2 separate regions of the Mus musculus genome follow, and region 1 is linked to region 2. The links are chromatin contacts, called in public HiChIP or PLAC-seq maps. All regions are on one chromosome and are shown on one strand. Each heading gives the region's core, a stretch centred on a gene start, on an enhancer-like site or on the middle of the called end of the contact. The rest is flanking DNA. Distances are from core to core; before and after follow the strand shown.

Region 1 (3,648 bases), core at 614-3,113, 240 kb after region 2:
CCCATGTTACATTTGTTCTCCGTTGGCGCCAGGACAACAGTTGCCTGCTGCTTCCTTACAGGATAACGGGAGCTACAGTTTCTCGGAGGGTTAGTCTGTGCCAGGTTGTCGTGCCCTTGCCTACTACAGCCCTGTGAGGTGGATTGTTTGTGCCCCAACTTGGAGATGTCCTTGCTATAGGCAGGAAGCATGGCTCTTCATCTGTGAAGTGGGCAGACAGTGCCTACCATGAGGATGTTAAGATGTAGGTGTTAGGCTGGAGGTTTTGGGATGGAGGCCAAGATGGCATGAACCAGGAGGTCCCTGCCTTTCTCTTCCGGTCCACAGCCTACCATCCCAAAAGCCCAGGGAGGATAGACCCCACAAAACAGTAGACAAAGCCGACACCTAGTATCAGATTCCAAAGTGACCACCGGACCTAAGACTCACTTACAGGACCCTAAACTCACCTAATAAATCTATGCCCATACCTTACCATCATACTACCACTTCTTCTTCCCTACCCTATAGAAAGCCCCTACCCCAGCTCAGGGGCAACTTCCCTGACCTCCTCCTGTGAGATCGGGGAAACCCACCAGAGAGCTGCCCCAGCAAACCCGCCTTTACACTTAAATTTGGCTCAGTTTGGCTTAGCGAGGCTGTGGAGCAGGTAAGTAGATGAGCTCACCCAGCATCCAGAGGAAGCATTCGCCCAACACTCCAGAGATGTCACAGCGTGTGCCACCACCTGCCAACACTCCAGAGATGTCACAGCGTGTGCCACCACCTGCCAACACTCCAGAGATGTCACAGCGTGTGCCACCACCTGCCAACACTCCAGAGATGTCACAGCGTGTGCCACCACCTGCCAACACTCCAGAGATGTCACAGCGTGTGCCACCACCTGCCGCCTGGTGGGAGGCTGCTCTGTTTGAATTTGATTTGTTTTGTTAGATTTTTTTCAAAACAGGATTTCTCTGTGTAGCCTGGCTGTTCTCTGTAGACCAGGCTGTCCGTGAACTCAGAGATTCACCTGCCTCTGGCTCCCGAGCGCTGGGATTAAATGCATGTGCCACCACTGCCAGGTTGAAAGTTTCTTTTGTGCTATCAGGAGAGTCCTAAGGTAACCAGCACCCTACCTGAAAGCTCACTGTGGCAGTGCCCCAACTAATTTTAGTGGGTCCTTCAGGGCTAGAAGACATAAGACTAGGATTCCAGAATTTTCCCTCCTTTAAGCACTGCCCTCCAGTCCCAGCCCTGGCTGCTCTAGGACAGGGTACTTCCCAAGGCTCAGGATCAGAATTAGACAGTTTCCTTCCTAGACTGTAGTGTGGCCAGTGTCTCCTTCAGTCTGTATCGGAGCTTATGGAAATGCTGATATCCAGGGATGCTGCCGACTTTTTTTTTTTCATGAGTTTGAGGATAGCACTGTTCTTGCTGGTGTTTTGTGTTCTAGGGGTTTACAACAAAGACTTAGGCCGTATGGAACCAGTTTCCGAATAAATGAGCAGGTGACCTAAATAATACAATCAAATGTGTATAGGCTGTGCCTCTGTGAGGATGTGTACTTCAGTGTGGGAAGGAAGGAGAGGGCGGAGGCTTCCAATGCTAACCCCTCCCAACACACAGCTTGCCTCTACGTGCAGCGTGATGGTCTGGCTGGTAAGGAAGCCATTCCTGGAGGCTCCTCTTACCTGCCTTCCCAAAGGCAGCCATGGAACCCTCGGTGGAAAGGTCCACTTCTTACCATGAGGCATCACTCCTAAGACCAGCACTGGGTAAGCCAGGGCACTACAACCGGTTCCTCGGCCACAGAACTTCTGGCATTCCGAAGGCACGACGCAGGCCACTTGATCTGCAGAGAGAAGTATGGGTTGGATCAACATCCGGGTCATAGTGCTCTCAACTCTGAGCTTGGGGGAGGGGAAGCAGATCTGGAACCGTACTCAGACAGATTGGTGTCAGACTCCTCATCCACCGTAGGCTTATCCAATCCAAGATCCTTCTTCTATACAAAGGGATAAAGAGCTGGGACTCGGGATCCAGGATGTCAAATGCTCTGTCCTTCTGCTGGTCCCAGAGCAAGCCACAGAATCTCTACAAAGCTTTCAAAGGTCCCAATGAAGTGTTAAGAAAGCCCTTGAACCATCCACCATGCACTAACGTTGGACCTTGGATCTCAGAAATTCACTACTCTTTGCCCCAAGATGGGCATAGTTCAACATGGTACGTTAGACTCCTCAAGTCATGGAGAGCAGAGAGGTCGATTTTCTAGTTATAAATATTCATGAGATCGCATGGCACTGCTTGATTACTGAAGAGCAGATGCAAAGAGTGAGTTGTTGAGTTGTTGAATCTCCTCTCTATTAAAGTGGGGTGGGGGTGGGGGGGGCACACAGAAAGAAGCATGTCTCGGGGCAGACAGACAGAAGGGTGAGGTAGAGTGAGAGATGGCTGCTGCTCATGTGACTGAACATAAGAGCTGTTCTCCATTTTCTTTGACCTTGACAGAGACACTTAGCAGCATGCAGTGCTAGAATTCACCCATGCTATCTGGACTGCTAGCAATACTTGCCAGAGAAACTGTTCCCTTACCTAACCAATAAGCAAGACTCGTTGCCTGAGAGACAGATCAAACTAGCAAAAGTCAGTCGACACAGGGATGAAATACATTATGGAATTCTGATCACTCATTAGGAGAGGCGGGCAAGTTAATAGTATTTAGTAGAAAGAATGTGGGCCTTTCTTCTGGTCTTTCTTACAGAAGCAGCCTCTTCAAGATTGTCTCTTGAGTTCCACTGGGAATGCCCAGTCTGGGGCTGTGAGAAACACTGTATCAAAGAGATCCCGGCTCAGCACCTGAGACACAGGCATGAGGCCTGCAATGGGACAGAGCAACCGGAACTCCTAAAGACTGTCTTCCAAAGTTGTGCTGGGCCTTTTGTGGGGAGGAACATGACTGTGTCATGGGAAAATGCATACATCTGTTTTACTTAACACCTTGGAATGCCTGTATTGCTGCCTGTCAATTCCAACACATTCTAAAGAGGCCCTCCAGGCAACCCCAATAAGCACTACACCTCGGGAGACACCGTATTTCAGATGTCCTCCAGGTCGCCAAGGGAGCCGTGACAGAATCAAGAATTTACCTGGGTACAAGATACGGCTGATCATGCCCGGCATCACCATGAGGAACATGGGCAGCAGCTTTAAGTAGCCGCACAATAGGCAGCCACCTTCCATGTGAAGCCTGCTCTTTCCTGCCAGAAACCGCTGGACAGAAACCTGCCAAGAACAGAAGAGTGGACAGGGTCGGAGGTGGATTGAGGCTGGGCCACCTCAGCACAGATGAGATACTTGTCTCTGCTGCGGCGGCATGCCGGGGTTTACTAAGATGCTCGGCCTTCATCCCTACATCTTTGGGCCATCCGGGGTTGGAGAGACGTAGGTTACAGATGAACACATCTTTCCCCATTGATATCTAATAAATGGGATGAGGTCATCGTGTATGTTTTGGGGCTCTCTGCTAGCAGTGCATACAAGCCGTGGAAATGGAAGGCTCGCAAGCCCCTGGCACGGGGAAGACTTCCTCTTCTCTGCCACCCAGAAGGAGTAGGCCCTTATGACTGATGAGGGTGAAGGTAAGGCTGTGGAAATAACCAAGGGTTC
Region 2 (3,481 bases), core at 408-2,907:
TTCAATTCCAGTCCACTGTAAGCGCCCAAATGCTCTTAGCCACTGAGACAAATCTGCAGGCATCACACTCCACTTTTTACAAAAAGAATTTTCTTTTTCTGGTTATTTGAGACAGGGTTTCTCTGGCTATCCTGGAACTCAACCTGTAGACCAAGCTGGTCTTGAACTCTGAGATCCGTCTGCCTCGGCCTCCCAAGTGCAGTGAGTCCCCTGGAGCTGGAAGTTACAGGTGGTTTGTGAGCAACCTAACATAGGTGCTGGGAACCAAACTTGGGTCTTCTACAAAAACAGTAACTGCTCTTAACTGCTAAGCCACCTCCAGCCCTTACAAAGCCACATTCTTTATTCAGCCACCACAGGTACCCTTTCCTATGTTAGGTTAGCAAGGGTGGATCCTAGTGCCTGGAGCCTGAGCTTCGTGGCACCAGCAGGCTTTCAAGAATAGGTCTCAGGCCTGCCACACTGGGGGCTCTGAGGACAGTTTTTTCTGCCTTGGAAGATTGTGGGAAACTCTTTTCAACCTGTGGCATCCTGGCTCAGAGCTTCAGCCCTCTTCATCTGGTGGAAATGGAAAACTGGGCAGATTTAAAAAAAGGACCAGGTCCTCACACAGACAGACCCATCCCTTGGCTGCAGTTCATTGTGCGACTCCACTGAACCGATGGACTGAAGGCACAACAGGTGTGGTTTGCACAAGCCTTGCAAGCCCTGAGATGCCTCACAGCAGGTTTGGAATGATTGATTATGTTATGAGCTGTGGTGTTTCTACTGCACGAACCGAAGCATGATGGTTTAATTATAGAAAACAAAGAATTTTAATATTTCCCTATCATTCCTCAGCATGTATTAGAGTGTCTAGATTATATTGGACAAACGCATCCACCTAATTAGTATGCAAATCTGCTTTTGTCTCTAGTCAGTGGTAAAATTGTGTGTATGCCGAGTTTTACAATAAATTCTTTTCTGATTCACTTATCAGTAAATGTTTGATTCGTATGCCTATTTTAGATACCTAGAGTCGCTGAAAAACTTTCTGAGTAGGATGGGATTGCTAGTGGAGAAAGCTTAAGAAACCTTGCTTAGGGTCACCTGATGTCAGTGTCATTGCTCCTCCGCCCCCAACCCCTTCAGCACAGGATCTTCAGGACTTGGGGTCTCTGGTGTGTTTCGTGTCTCAGTAGCTATGTTGGTTCCACGATCAAAACTTAGTCCAAGATACTGTAGGGGGGTCCCATTCTGCAGAAGCTGATTCAGATCAAAACTAGGTTATTAAGCATTCGGAGAAGGGCATCAAACACACCGGCAGTCCCAGGTACACTCAGGACAGCGCTAGTACGCACTCCTGCTTCAGCCTGCCAATTGTTGCCTCGGTTCGAATCCGCTGGGGGCGCGGTCTACACCACCTGTGGCCTCCAACCCGGAGTCCAGTCTTCCCACAGATCTCCCGGTAAGTCGATCCTTACACTTTCTCACCTGCGTCTTGCAGCCTTAAGGCCCAATGCGACCGGCCGGAAGCAGGGACAGAAAATGCGCTTGCGCTGAGTGACAAGCTCTTAGAGAAAACCCCTGTCTCAAGACTATCTACAGCTACCAGCACCGAGTTTATACACACTGCGCTTGCGCAGGACACCCAGGCCTGGGCGGGGCGTGCTCTTCGGCCAGCTGGAGTGCTCCGCGCTTGCGCAGGTCCAGGGCGGCGGCTCAGGCTTCGGGTGGGCATCGTCTGTTCCTTTCTGGTATAGCCTAGAATTCAGCGGAGAAACGCGGCTGAGGTAGGTTTCTTAATGGACAGCTTAGACATCTGGATCGCAAGTGAGGCAGGGCAAGCTAGGCAAAAGGTCTTCCCTGTGCATGTCTCCAGCGCACTGAGGCCTCCGCCCCCTCTGGAGGCTTTAGAGTGCCCTCTCGAAGGTTCTATTCCAGCTACCCCCTCCCCTTTTCTCAGCACCGTCCGCCCTCTTCGCTCTCCTTTCGCTGCACCTCTCAATTCCCCCTGCGCACCTCCGCTGGCTCTTAGAGCCACGCCCTTCCAGGACCACGCCCACCTGCCTTCTGTATCCCGAGCCACATCCCCCATGCCTCTATATTCTTGGCCTCTATGGCCTCATCTGCTTGGCCTGGAGAACCCTCCAATTCATTGTCTTTCTTCCTCCGGGCACCCTCCCAGGCTTTTCACTGAAAATATAATTGTAAATAATTTGTGATTCTAATTATTACGAAGTAAGTATGAAGTCCAGATCTGGACGCACAACAGGCGTTTAAACAAAGAATCGATGTAATCTCAGAGCCAGTTAGGGTTACATTGCCCCTGGGGGTAAAAAAATAGAATTAAAGAACAGGAGGGTGTCGGGCATGGGGATTTCAGTTCTGCCTGTGGGTTAGGTCAAGTACTGGGCAAGGTGTTTTAATTTGAGTTTAAGCTATTAAGTGTTCCTAAAAAAAATGATACTGATTTATTCTAAGTAAAAAGAGGCTTCATAAATATCTCTTAAAAAAGGAGACTTCAGAGGAATAAATCTAGCATATTAAAGGAAGCACACAGCATTTGGATTTTTTAATTTAAAAAGCCCTCTAATGAATTGTGATGATAAAACGCCAATCCTGTTCCATTCTTAACACATACAGTAAACTGTAGCCGTGAAATGAGATTACTGACCAGGCAGTGTAACACTTTGTGCTTCTCTCTCTTCTTTCAAGTAGGCATGGGAGAGAAACTGAAGTAAAGCCCCAGTTATGAGACATGATCATATTGAACTATGGAGGCACCAGGAGAAGGTCCCTGCAGCGAGTCACAGGTCATCCCGGTTCTGGTACGTAAGAGCCACGTGTAATGATCATACAGAGGAACAGTACCAGCTTACAGGGGTGATGTCACTCTCCTTGTCTCTCAAGGTCCTGGCTCACAGGAGGATGCTTGAATTTAGAGAACGTTGAGGCAGGGGGATGGGTCTGGTCATTAGGTCCCATGCTGTGTATTGTCATGAACACTTCAGGGGACACTTCAGCATGCTTCAGATTCTTGTACTTGTTCTTAGATGGCCGTAGCATAGGACCAGGAAAATGCTTGGTACTCGAGAAGATCTGTCTTGGGTACGTATATTCAGTTTGATCCATGTTACCAGAGAAAAGATCTCCTTCAATCTTAAGGAATATTGATTATGTACAGTTAATGAAATGACTATTCAAATAAAAAGGTTTATTAAAAAAATCAAGATTTTCATGTCTGTGGTGTCAGCATCAGCCAGTTTTGTGTCCCTTTTAATGGTATGCCTTCCCTTGGGTTTTAATTTATTCAATTACTTAACTTATTGATATAGGGTCTTACTGTGCATCTATGGCTGGCCTGGAACTGCTATGTAGACATGACTGGTCTCAAATTCACAGAGATCAGCCTGCCTCTGGCTCCTGAACACTGGAATTAAAAGCCTCCGTGCCCAGTGACTGGGTATGTATGTACTGGGCATATTTATATGTAGGATTT

What was found. HiChIP or PLAC-seq counts read pairs in DNA pulled down with a chosen protein or histone mark.
Region 1: a contact with region 2 is called in an H3K4me3 HiChIP or PLAC-seq map of embryonic stem cells, with 14 read pairs. The contact joins the enhancer-like site here to the promoter of Prmt2 in region 2. A contact is called at or near these places in 13 of 39 promoter capture datasets (the 3T3-L1 cell line, cranial neural crest, embryonic stem cells and 4 more), 2 of 15 datasets of contacts at CTCF or cohesin (embryonic stem cells and stem cell-derived epiblast-like cells), 12 of 484 Hi-C or Micro-C datasets (cerebral cortex, embryonic stem cells, myeloid progenitors and 1 more), 7 of 115 datasets of contacts at active chromatin or transcription factors (embryonic stem cells, intestinal crypt epithelium and stem cell-derived neural progenitor cells) and 3 of 9 other capture datasets (adipose tissue, embryonic stem cells and pancreatic islet).

What each region holds. Positions count from the first base shown.
Region 1 is chr10:75,992,011-75,995,658 of GRCm38.p6, reverse strand. Gm5134 (predicted gene 5134) reads right to left here. Exons shown (of 14, transcript NM_198635.3): 8 at 3,129-3,264; 9 at 1,727-1,834. Among named protein-coding and RNA genes, the nearest start is that of Mir6409, 15 kb to the left of the region's middle. Within about 2 kb of position 1,863, at least 9 of the 459 cell types and tissues checked have an H3K27ac peak or open chromatin away from gene starts, as enhancers often do. A contact at or near this core is called in embryonic stem cells, where this site is marked.
Region 2 is chr10:76,236,041-76,239,521 of GRCm38.p6, reverse strand. It overlaps Prmt2 (protein arginine N-methyltransferase 2), which reads left to right and starts at 1,657. Exons shown (of 11, transcript NM_133182.3): 1 at 1,657-1,772; 2 at 2,701-2,810. The coding sequence starts at 2,757.